Regions from separate parts of the Mus musculus genome. Here region 2 is linked to region 1. A link is a contact called in public HiChIP or PLAC-seq data. All regions are on one chromosome and are shown on one strand. The core of a region is the stretch at or near the end of the contact, and the rest is flanking DNA. Distances in the headings are between cores, read along the strand shown.

The links. HiChIP or PLAC-seq counts read pairs in DNA pulled down with a chosen protein or histone mark.
Region 2: a contact with region 1 is called in an H3K4me3 HiChIP or PLAC-seq map of neural progenitor cells, with 3 times the contacts expected there. The contact joins the enhancer-like site here to the promoter of Ccser2 in region 1. A contact is called at or near these places in 1 of 39 promoter capture datasets (liver), 6 of 484 Hi-C or Micro-C datasets (8-cell embryo, cortical neurons, forebrain and 3 more) and 2 of 115 datasets of contacts at active chromatin or transcription factors (embryonic stem cells and neural progenitor cells).

What each region holds. Positions count from the first base shown.
Region 1 is chr14:36,965,068-36,971,080 of GRCm38.p6, forward strand. Ccser2 (coiled-coil serine rich 2) reads right to left here and starts at 3,697. Exons shown (of 11, transcript NM_027045.1): 1 at 3,475-3,697.
Region 2 is chr14:36,999,211-37,005,223 of GRCm38.p6, forward strand. No RefSeq gene overlaps it. Among named protein-coding and RNA genes, the nearest start is that of Ccser2, 33 kb to the left of the region's middle. Within about 2 kb of position 3,866, at least 8 of the 459 cell types and tissues checked have an H3K27ac peak or open chromatin away from gene starts, as enhancers often do. A contact at or near this core is called in neural progenitor cells and neural stem cells, where this site is marked.

The DNA of each region.
Region 1 (6,013 bases), core at 2,447-4,946:
AGTAAGGAACTATTTCCTGTAACACAGCACAATTAACCCAATGGTATAAAAACTAGCAAAAAGAAAACCATCAAATACTAAAGCCCAGATTAAAGGTTGCATTTATACACCAACCAGTGGTATAAAATTATTTGAAATTGATAAGAAACTAGGAATTGCTTATTGTCTTCTAGAACTAGTGAGGCCTACTACACTATTCGAGTAGTTGAAAACTGATGTGCAAGATGCATAAATCTACAATTATCAACTTTATCACAGGAGTACTCAGAGCAGCTGTTTTCACAACAGGCAAACCATACATGTAATTCTAGCCATGCTATTAACCAGCTGTAGCCCAGTTATACCAAAATCTCACTTTACCACCAGAAGGAACTGTGCAGTCTCCATATGGCAACCAGAGGCTCCCAACACCAACTTATTATCAAGCTCCAGTCAGGAGTGGTAAAGGTCCAGTTTCTCCTATTTTCCCAAATGAGGTGTCACGTTTCCCAGCCACTCAAGGGCTCTGGGTCCCAAGGAGTGGTAGCAGCTAGCGAGGAGGAAAGCACAAACGGACTGCTCTCTGGAACAGTGAGAAGCAAGCAAACAAGAGGTCAGGAACTGTGACACAGAGGTTAGATGGAGACAGAGGCAAGCTACTTGCTTTTTCAGGCTTTAGTTATTCAAAGCTATTTTAGCAGTAAACCAAATGATCTGCTAAATCTTTCCAATTTAATATCTACCAACATAGCCCTTTTATAATAAATATCCATTTCTCTCGTACTGAACCAGGATGGTAAACCCTTCATTAAAAATTAGAAGCTAGGCACTGATGGCTCCTTTCTGTAACCCTGACACTCAGAAGGCTAGGGGGTAAGGTGGGGCTGCAGAGATTTGAGCTCAGACTGAGCTAAGCAACCCATTGAGTTCTGGGCTAGCCTGGGTTACAGTGAGACTCTCAAGGTACTTGTTTGTCATCAAGCCTATCGCCCGCACCCACATGCTGGCAAAAGGGAATGCACTCCCACAGAGGACCTACTCACCCAGGTCCCAGTGCACGCACTGAGCACAGGCGCATGAGCAAGAGCACACTCACAGGATAGATGAATGCAATTTAAAAAAAGAAACGTATTTAGAATTAGGATAGAGGGGAGTAAAAGTAAACTACAAAGATGGCCAAAGGACGCCCAAGTTCCCAGACCTGTCCCTTTCTAGTCATAGCTGTGGGCAAACCCCTGCACCTCAAAATAAAGTTCTAGACTAACCCTTACTGGCCATGGCCTTCATTCCTCCATCTTCAAGTAGAACGACTTTTTTCCTCTCATAACCAGGATGTCATCCCAAACAGTATCAGCTCTTATTTCATCCTTAAACAAATAAAAGTAGTAATGTTGGGGGTGGAGAGATGGCTCAGCAGTTAATAGCACTGGCTGCTCTTTCAAAGGACCCCAGTTCAATTCCCAGCAACCACACGTCATCTTACAACCGTCTGTAACTCTGGTTCCCGGAGATCTGACACCCACACACAGAATAGCAGGTAAAACACCAGTACATACAATTTCTCTAAAAGTCATTTTTTTAAAATACTGATTTTTTTCTTCCAATTTTTCTGGTACTAAGAGAGTCCAAACATATTTAGCTTATCTTAAATCTGCACTCAAGCCTGGACCCTTTCCTCAAAATGCACTGAGTAAATAGATTTTAGCAGTATGTGCTGTAGCAGCAAACATAAGAAGAAACTCAGAAGCCTGGGGAAGACCTATATCAGCAAATCGTTAACTCCTAATTGATGAACTGCTCAGTGCAGCGTGGCCTGGTGCTGCTGGAGCAGTGAAAACAAGAGATGAAATGCCCAGACAAGACTCAAGCTCAATGCTCTAGCGGGGATGCAAGATGTTTACTAGGAAGACAATTCTGGACCCAGGAAACAAAGGAAGATGCCATCGTCTGTGAACTGCAAACAGTCCCATGGAGAGGACATGTGTAACTGTAGACGAAACGAGAACGCAGACAAGCACCAGAAACTGGAAAAGACTGAAGGAATTCTAACCATGAAATTAAAATTCTCTTCTTCACCCACAATAGTAAAAGCAATATGGCAACAAGCAAAAAGATTCTACCTGAGGGAAGGTAGAATAAAAAAGTTCCTGCGCGAAGGGCGGCTTCTGGCTTTCTTGTTATGACGTATTAAAGAAACAGAACAAATTACAGGTTAAGGGTTGTTAAGTATTTTTAACCTAGAGACTGAGGTCAGTGTTGCTGAGAACAAGGAAGAAAACCACCATATAAGAGAAGAGCAATGCACTCTAACAAATTAAGAGAGACAAACATTAATAAAGTCTGGAAAGAAGACTGACTTCATCCAATGCAAACCCTTCATCAACGTTTACATCCCTTACCAATTATACACTATACATTTTAACGCATACTTTATAGTTATCCTTTGCATTAAATTTGATTCCAGTTTTTTAATCTAAATGATGATACTTTAATCAACTGTCTAAATACATATGTCTCACTAATACTTAATGTTCTTGACCCCCCCAAAAAAAATGCTTTTTCAAACGGCTACTCTGAAAAAAAAAAAAAAAGGTAAATGCTTATTCTCATTCATAACCGTCCTCCCCCAGCTTGGGTTTTTTGAGACAAGGTCCAGGTAGTTTTTGCTATTCTGAAGCTTGCTATGTAGACTAGGTTAGCCTGGAACTCACAGAAATCCACCTGCCTCTGCGTCCTGAATGCCAGGATAAAGGCGTGAACCACCTGGTTTTTCTCTCTCCTTAAGTGAAACAGGGCATTCCAATCTTGAACGGCGAAGAGTCTGTGCACTAGTCATTTCCATGGCTAAGGCCTATTTTATGATCAGCAAACCTAATTGGCTAGGTAGCCAGCAAAGATGAATTTGCAATTATTGAAATTCAAAATCAGGCTTTACGAGCAACGACCACCTCAAATGGATTGCCCCCTCCCTTTACTTTGTCAAGAAAGTAGGTACATTTTTAAAAAAAATGTATAAAAATAGACGTCCAAAAGAGGGAGAGGAGGGGCGTAAAGCACCTGAACCTACAGACGCCCCGTAATCCACCAAAGTTCTCAAGACGTGTTTTAGGGCGTGTCTTTGTTTTGACTCAGTGATTTAAAAAAAAAAAAAAAAAAAAAATCCCACTCATTCCGGGCTCTCAGGTACTTTCCCTCACCAACGCGAGCATCCAGGCTTTGAAATCCCAGGGCATCTCTGCCTCGCCCTGATTTCCCGGTGCAGGAAGGCTGCAGCCCGGGCATCCCGCGGCCCCTTCCCGTCACAGCACCACCGAGCAGGGGCATCCGGCCTGCCCGCTGCACAGCAGGCGGCTCGGGAGAGGGGGCGGGGGCTCCGAGGGTCGTCCCAGAGCGCTGCTGGCCAAGGACACCCGGCCCTCCGTCCGCCCGCGCTGCGCCCCGGAGCCAGGCAGCCTCGGGCGCCCCGAGACCCCGGCCCTGACCCCCGACTCTCACCGTGCGGAGGTCGCGTTGCCTCCTCGGCCGCGGCCCGGCTGCCGGTCGCCCAGCGACCTGCCCGCCCGAGGATGGGAGAGAGGCGAGAGGCAGTTCCGTCACATCCCGGTCTGTCCAGCCGCCTGCCCCGCAGCAGCCAGCATCGCCTCCTCGGCCTGCGGGAGCGCCGGACTTCACCGACGCCGCGCCCCCTCCCTAGGCCGGCACCCTCCTGGACTCCGCCCTCCAGGGCCCTCGCACTACGCGTGCGCGGCCCCGCCTCCCGGTCTGTCCTTGCGCAGGCGCGAGTCTCACTGGACTAGACCCCGCCTCCGGGCCCGCCCCAACCTCGCGCCAGCCGTTCGCAGGCTCCGCCCTGATCCACTGACCTTGCCTTTTTACCCCCTGACTCAGGTCTTTTCCTGGCTTGAACCTTTCACTCCGGTCTCTTGGCTGGATTCAAATGTGCAGCTTGACCACAACCAAACCTGTCAGCTCCGGCTCCAGTCTGACAGGAGTGATCTGAACACTGGAGCAAGCATGACTTCCCCACTTTACGTCTTGTTTTGGCCTGACTGTGGCTGGCTATGCCTCAGCCGTGCATACTGAATCTGAGCGGAGATTGCGATAAAACACTGAGAGCTGAGAATTGGAGCTATTTTATGAGGCTGTGGATCCCAATCCCATTCCAAATGCCATCTCTCCCTCCTTCCTAGATGGTCAGACAAGTCGTTGAGAGTCACCATCATGAAAGCCTTCAGTATCTGGCTGTCTATTAAAAGCATTGACGGTGATATTTATCTGACCCTAGACTGCCTAGTCTCCTCACTAGCCCTAACAGCTCAACTGAAATTAATAATATTGAAAGAGAACTTGGAAAGTCTCCACCTGTCCTCCAGACCACTAACATAACCACTGTGGTAGGGGAGGAGACACTAGCGCCCCTCAGGCCATCAGACTGTTGAAACATTATACTCCAAATAATGTTTTAAATTTTAGGTATTTTCATCCTGGAGAAATGGAAACAACACTGAAGGCCTAGCGCTATCCAGAGAAGGAGCTTGCCTCCCAGGATTCGTAGCTCTGACAACTTCTCAGACCACTTTGCAAGATAGACCGGAGTGAGCCGAAACAGTGCTAGGTCAGTCCTATCACACCTTAACCAGGCAGGAGTGCTCAATTTACAACTATCTCTAGCTCTCTATATAGACTTAAACCTCTGGTCAGTACTCCTGACGGTGGACTTGGTGATAACTGTACCCTTTTGCTTCCTCCAATTCCCTATGTGGCCATAATGAGTAAATTTCCTTTTTACCTGTTTCATTATTACTTGTCTCTTTAATTGGTCAATAGAATAATGATAGGGAGACTTAATTTTGTGGATGATAATGTGTATCTTTAAAGTGCTGGAAAAGACTAGGGCTTCATGCAGTATGTTTCTTTTTAGATTAAGTAAATCATTAAGAGAGCAAACACCAGTTCCAGACCTCAGATTCAAACACAACACTCATGCGATGAGGTTGCTAAATATGCTTTGGACTTTACGCTACAATCTAAATTGAGAGATGGAAAAGAAGTGGCTCTCCACAGCTTGTCCTTGGGAGCTAGGCAAGATGCAACTGTTCCAATAGGCTCTATAAAGAATCTGGGAGGGGGCAGGGTGATCTTTCCATTCCCCAAACCAGGAAGAGCTTTGCTTCTCAGAACTGCTTGGCTGTTGTCTTGTGACTCCCTGAATATTTGAGGTAAGTATGTGTTTTCTTTGGCAGTTTGACGTGCTAGGTCACCACTTCCCTTTCTTCTGCAAAGGTAGAAGCCTTACAGAGTGCCTGATGCATATGAATTTTTCAGGCTTCATCAAATTTTCTGTGTTCCCATTTTGTCTTTGTCCCAATTTTCTCACTTCCTTGGTTGGCACCTTGCTTCTATTTCTATTAGGCAAATCTTCCAGTGTATGCCCACAGGATTTTAATTTCCCGGATGACTGTGACAACACCGCGAGATCAATGTACTGAAAGATTATTTTTATGGCTTACATTTCCTGAAAGATGGGGTGCCATGTCATGCAGGGGCATATGGAGAGGCATTGGGTTTGGCTGGGAGTGAAGGGAAAACCCAGACCAAAGCTATTATTGGAATGTATGTGGAAAAGGAAAGGGAGATGCAGGAATATATTGAGGATGTCTAGTGTAGATACTGTCAGCGGATTCTAAACCACAGATACTTGTCTAGTTGTTTGGTAACTGACCGTGGGTTATTTGGATCAGAGAGAATACTGGCTTGGTTTGTGGAAGTTAGACAAAGGGGCGGTTGTAGTTATAGACTTAAAATTGGCTGGAGGCTACATCATAGGATTATTAGATGTTCATGAAAGTTGGGTTGCAAGGAAAGCACAAACAATGTTCGCCATTCTTTGGAAGACTGTATAGACAAATCTAAAAAATATGTATTTAAACATCATTTTAGAATTATGTATAGAAAACAGGTTATATTTTAAAAGTCTGCCACCGGAAGAACTGTGCATTCTTGAGGCTAAGGGTAAGATAGCAGACCAACCTGA
Region 2 (6,013 bases), core at 2,616-5,115, 34 kb after region 1:
TGAGGAACATGGAGCCTGAACCTAGCATCATCTATAGCCAGGCAAGGCCTCACGTGTAGGGGCTGGGACACCAACAAAGCCACAAAACCTCTAGCCTACAGTTTGTCATGACTGCATGATGCGCTAGGAGCAGAGCAGAACATAATTATCATCAGAGAGACTTCTTCCAGCAACTGGTGGAAGCAGAAGCAGAGACTCACAGCCAAACATTAGGTGGATCTTGAGGAGTCCTGTGAAGGATTGGAGGAGCAAGAGGGATCAAGGACACCACAGGAACACAGCCCACAGAACCAACTGACCAGAACTCAATGGGCTCATGGAGGTCGGAGCCTGTATGGGTCTGATGTAGATTCTCTGCATAAGTGTTAAAGTTGTGTAGCTCAGTGTTCTTATGAGATTCCTAAAAGTGAGATGGGGGCTGTCTCTGACTATTCTGCCTGCCTTTGGGGCCCTTTCCCGCCTACTAGGTGGCCTCATCCAGCCTTTGTGTGAGAATATGTGTCTGGCCTTATTATAGCTTGTTATGCCATATTTGCTTGATGTCCCTAGAAGGCCTGCTTTTTTTTTTTTTTTCTGAAAGGAGGTGAAGGGAGGTGGTACGAAGCGGCGCATAAAGGAGAGGGGAGAGAGGGTGGGGAGAGGTAAGGAAGGGGAAGCTTCAGTAAGTCGGGATGGAATATATGAGAGAAGAATGAATAAATAGGGGGAAGGGAAAGGATCTGCCACAGTCATGATGACTCTTCACAGTAATAGAACAATGGCCAGGACATTACATAATTAAATGGATGTTTTGGTGCAGCAGACAGAACCCAAAAGCTGGAGACATGCAGAAGTTGGTATATCACAGAGATGTACCCTTATGATGGATAATTAAAATCTATAGAAGAATATACAATATTACACAGTTTATGAATGTGAATGTTTTGAAAATGGAAACTCTATATTTAAAGAAAGGATGGGTAAAATAAAACAAACAACAACCAGAAGCAGCTAGGATTTACTGAGTGTGGACTGAGTGGCAGGCTTTCTGCTCAGCACTTTGTGTATATTTGTTTCTTTAGGTCTCACCACTGCCCTGTGGAATAGGTATTTCCCTTGTCTCAGAGGTAGAAAGTACAGCTGTGCACCTCAGTGCCAAAGCTGGAAAGTGGCAGGGCTGGAACTCCAGCCCAGGAAAGAAGACTGGCACACTGCACTCGAAATCTACACGGTATTTGCATGTAGATTTGCCACTAATGCGGCAGTGGCATGAGACCAGATGTCACGAGAAGCAGATTGTCAAAAACTACTTCATGCAGAAAACATCCATAGGCTATGTTAACAAGAAAGGCCATAGATCATATACAGAGCTGTGTAGCTCCCTGGCTTCCCTGGTCAGAACTGACTTCCTCTAACCTATGGTAGTAAAGAAATATTAGCTTTTTAAACGTTGATTTAATTAAAAAATTGTAGTGTGTTGTTGTGTCCGGCCAGCGGCTCACATGTTTGGGTTCTAGTCTGGAAAGGCATCTTGGAAACCTGGAAGAGTAGAGGGGGTCTAGGCGCCGCGCGCGCGAGAGAGAGACGTAACCAAGACAGTCAGTCTGATCAAGGTTCAATTTTACTATTTCTGACACTCAGTTATGAAGCAGGGGAAGGGGCCCGATTCCCGCCAAATCACCTAGGAGTAAAGTTGCAGGTGCTCTGGAACAGCTAGTTGGCAGGCAGCGGCAGTGGGAGTGGCAGGACGATAGGGCAGCAAGCTCCTCCCCGATGCTCTCTAACACTGAAACCTGAGCAAACAGGTTTCAGGCTGGGGAGGGGAGGTTACAGTGTGTATATGTGTGTGTGGCATATATGTGTGAGAGTATATACAGCCATGCTTACACAGAGACCCCAGAATGATATTGGGTGCCCTGTTCTATCTCTCTGCCGTATTCTCTTCAGACAGATTCTCTCACTTAGCCTGGAGCTGGGTTGGTGGCCAACAAAACATGTTTCCTCTACCCCACCTCCAACAATACCAGGTTGTATGTATATGATTAGAACCATATCTGAGTTTTACATAGGTTCTGGGGATTTGAACTCAGTCCTCCACGTTTGTGAACAAATACACTTGGTAGACCATTGGTTATGCCAAGTCACAGCTGCTTCTCACCCTCCATGTAAAGAATAGTGGGCAGCTCAGGAGCCCTTATCCTTCAACCTCCCGCAATCCCAGAACATGATCTACCTACAAAAGCCCTACAGCAAGGCCACTTCCATTCTGCAAATGGTTGGGTGGTAATTCTTCATTGATTATAAAATTTTAGCGATGACTTTATATAAACATCACTAAAATGCCTACGAGTACACACAGGGATAATGATAAAGAGGGCCATGAACATTGCTGAGTACACCTCTTTCAGGCCATCACTTGTAATTAATGAACTTTAGATATTATCACTGTACAGTCACTTTGTGTAGACATGGCTTGTTTCTCCCAAAACTGACACTGAAACTGAACCACCAATGCAATGGCTTTGAGGAATGGTGCAGCCTTCAAAAAGTTATCAAGTCACAGGGCAAAGGTCAGCATACAGTGGCAAGTTCAAAAATGACTTGGCACAGTGAGGACACCTCTTATGATTTGTCTCCTCGCACATGCCTGCTTGCTCTTTTTCCTTCCTCTATGAGTTGAATCCTATTATTCTCTTCAGGTACAATTGCCTGATTTGAGACTTTCCAGCCTCCAGGACCAGGATCCAAAATAAATTCTTTTCCTTCATAAATTGCTCCCTCCTGGCTATTGTGTTCTAGTTGCAGAACAATGGATTAACTTCCTATGACTGATGATCTAGTTCTTACATCACCCTTTTCCCCTTTTCCCATTATAGCTCCATTACTGTTTTTGTTTAAATCAATCAATAGAGGCTATCGTATTATGTCTACATCAACAATGTTCTTTGTAGAGCTAAGAATATGCTGTGACTCCCAGCCTTTGCTTCCATGGCTCTGTGTCTTTCTCTTATGGGATGAGTCCAAGTGTTCTGTTTTGTTTCTTTCCTTCTAATAAACAAAGTCCACAAAAACAAAGTCTTTGTGGTATAGTATACAATTGGGAGTTAACCACTTTTTCTCTTAAAAGCAAAGTCCTTCCCAGGGGCATCTATCATACTATTCTGATCAGGGTGTGATAACCCCAATGCCATGCAGGGGCATTGACTAAATCAAAGAAAGAGTGCTTGTCTTGTAGCACACCATCTCCCCCAACAGTGACAAAGACCTCGGTGCAACATGGGCTTGAAAGGGCTTTGATATTTAAATGGATATTAGCACTAGGTCAAACTGTGTATGTCCATGTCCATGCCCATGCATGTGTGTGCATGCACATAAAGGTGAAAGTATAGCCTTAAGTGTTGCTCTTCAGTTGCCATCCACATCCACCTTTGGTTTTTGACACAGTCTCTCATTTGCTAGCCAGCAAGCTCCAAAGATCTGCATGTTTCCACTCACAATACTGGGATTTCAAGTGCACTCTCATCACAGTTGGCATTTCTACATGATTGTAAAGTTCAAAATCAACTCCCCCAGGATCCAGAGCAGTCATTTTACTGATCGGGCTGTCTACCATCCCCTGCGTAAGATTTTCTTTGCAACATCCCCACCTATATGATCCTCTGTTCTGCTTCTGTGGTCATATTTAACACCTACAACTTCCAAGGATAGGCATTGACACTAAAAGTCAGGGACAGAGCCCCAAGTCTCAGGATGCAAGTTGCTCTTTCCTTCGTGGCCACATATTTAGTGTGCACTTCCCTTTTTCCTGGAGTCTGTGTCTGTATTGCTGGGCTGTGTCATGTTTGGTTTGTTTCCTGTGGCTCTTTAAAAAGTGGGCACTTCATGCTTCTGAGGAAGCTCCCCTGGTTACCCTGGAGGAGCTACAAAGCCCCCCTTATAAAAGGCTTCATTTTATTCTCAGCCAAGAGCCTTTGTTCCCACAAGTTCTTTTGAAGGATAGGGTCATAGGACTAAGTCTTACAATTGCAAGGACGTAGTGTGTCTCCAAGTTTACATGTATTAGAGAAAAATAGAGAGTGGAAAACAATATATCAGTATGTTATCAATTATATTTCTGGGCATGGTTGTAAAAATGATAGTTTCATTAATTTTTATACTTCCTTTCACTTTCTTCTTTTTCTGAAACCTTGTCTCCTACAAGATACTTCTTATTTAAAATACTTGAACATGTGGGACAAAAAGGGCCATCTTGAAGAGGAATCAGATTCCTCTGAACACATCTGGCCATTGGGATGGGAGGACAGAGTACCTATTCTTGCAAAAGAATTGCCACAGCTATGTCCTCGGCTCCTACCCTCACATCTGGTACATAACAGACCCCGGGAATATGTTCTTAAATGTATTTGGTGAATGGATGAGTGGGCGGGAATTCCTGAGAGCTGAGTCTAAGCCAATCAGGAACTTGGTCATCTGGGAGAAGGCCAGACCAGGCATCTCTCAGCTTTGTCTCTCAGTGCAGTATTTAATGTTTGAATCTTGAAAGGAAAGGTTGTTTTAAGAAAAAAAAACAAAACAGGAAGAACACGCGTTCTGACAACAAACATTGCTTTAGAACAGCACAGGAAAGCTTTTCAAAGAAAGCAGGGAAACATATCCACTCCTCTGCTGCCTTTTGGATCAGCTGTACTCTTTGGCAAGGGCGCTTGTACAGGAAACATAAGCCAAAGCCAGCCTCTGGCTCGGCCAAGATTCACCACAACCAGCACCCCACTTAATTCTCACTACGTGGGCTAAGGTTATTGAGAGTAGTCTGAGCACAAGAAACTCACTTAAAACTGTCCCAGCTGGGAGAGGGGGACAGTTAGCCATATCTCTGGGTTATATCCCATGTCAAGTCCAAAGATTGTTCCCAGGGTCCAGATATATGTTGGGAAGTAGAAATCTCTGTTCTAGTCTTCCTTGAGTTTCTTGTGGAAGAATTGCTTTTTCCTTCAGAATTAACATGTATAGTGGTGTTCCCAAGAATATTTGCCACAATCCAACTTCTCTGGAACTGAGACTCTACTTTTCAGGTTTCCTGATTGATAGGAAATGCCTGAATATTTGTTGTCAGAGACCCAGCCAGGCCGTGAATGTTTGGACACAGTTTCTTCATATGAAGTGCGCACTCCTTGATTTACCTCTATCTTATAAAATAAGTGCCAGAGAGGGGACTGAAAGGAACTTGATCAAGGAAGGGCACACAGGCATCTTGCTTTTTAAAATGTAAATACTTTACTCAGACCTTAAGAGAGTTAATTTTACATTCCAACATAGATAGCCAAGATGTGTTAGCCAGTTGTATGGTCAAATACTAGTCTAGAAGTTTCCTTGAAGCTGAATCCTCCAGAAGGTGGATGGGCCAGATCAATCGTCTGAAGGCCTTCAGAGCTACCACTGAAGGTCTTCAGAGCAGAATGCATTCTGTTTCAAAACGTTAAAAGAAATTCAGTCTTAGGGCTAGAAAGCTGCCTCGGTGTGTAAAGAGCTTGCCATGCAGGCATTAGGATCCCCGGCACATGGAAGTGCCAGGTGGGCATGGAAGCCGATTTGTAACTGCAAAGCTGAAGGTGAGGGTTCTGTTCTATGACTGAGTCCTGGGAGACATTTGGTGACTTCTGGAATAGGCTGAGAGATCCTGTTTCAATAATTAAAGAGGAAAGCAATTGAGAAAGATCGTTGACGTCAGCCAGTCTCGAGTCTCCAAATATAGTTAAGATACAAGTATGCATGCCACACACATAGACAAATAGCATGGGCTAGAGGTTTTCAGAGTCTTGTCTGATTTTTCAAATTTTCTACAAATTGGCCTGCCGTACATATGTCATTCTTGTTAACACTCCTACTCTCTTAACTACTACACCATACACACACACACACACACACACACACACACACACACACACACACATACACACACACACAAACAGATACACACATACCACACACATATGTACCACATACATACTACACACAGTACATACAAATACATACT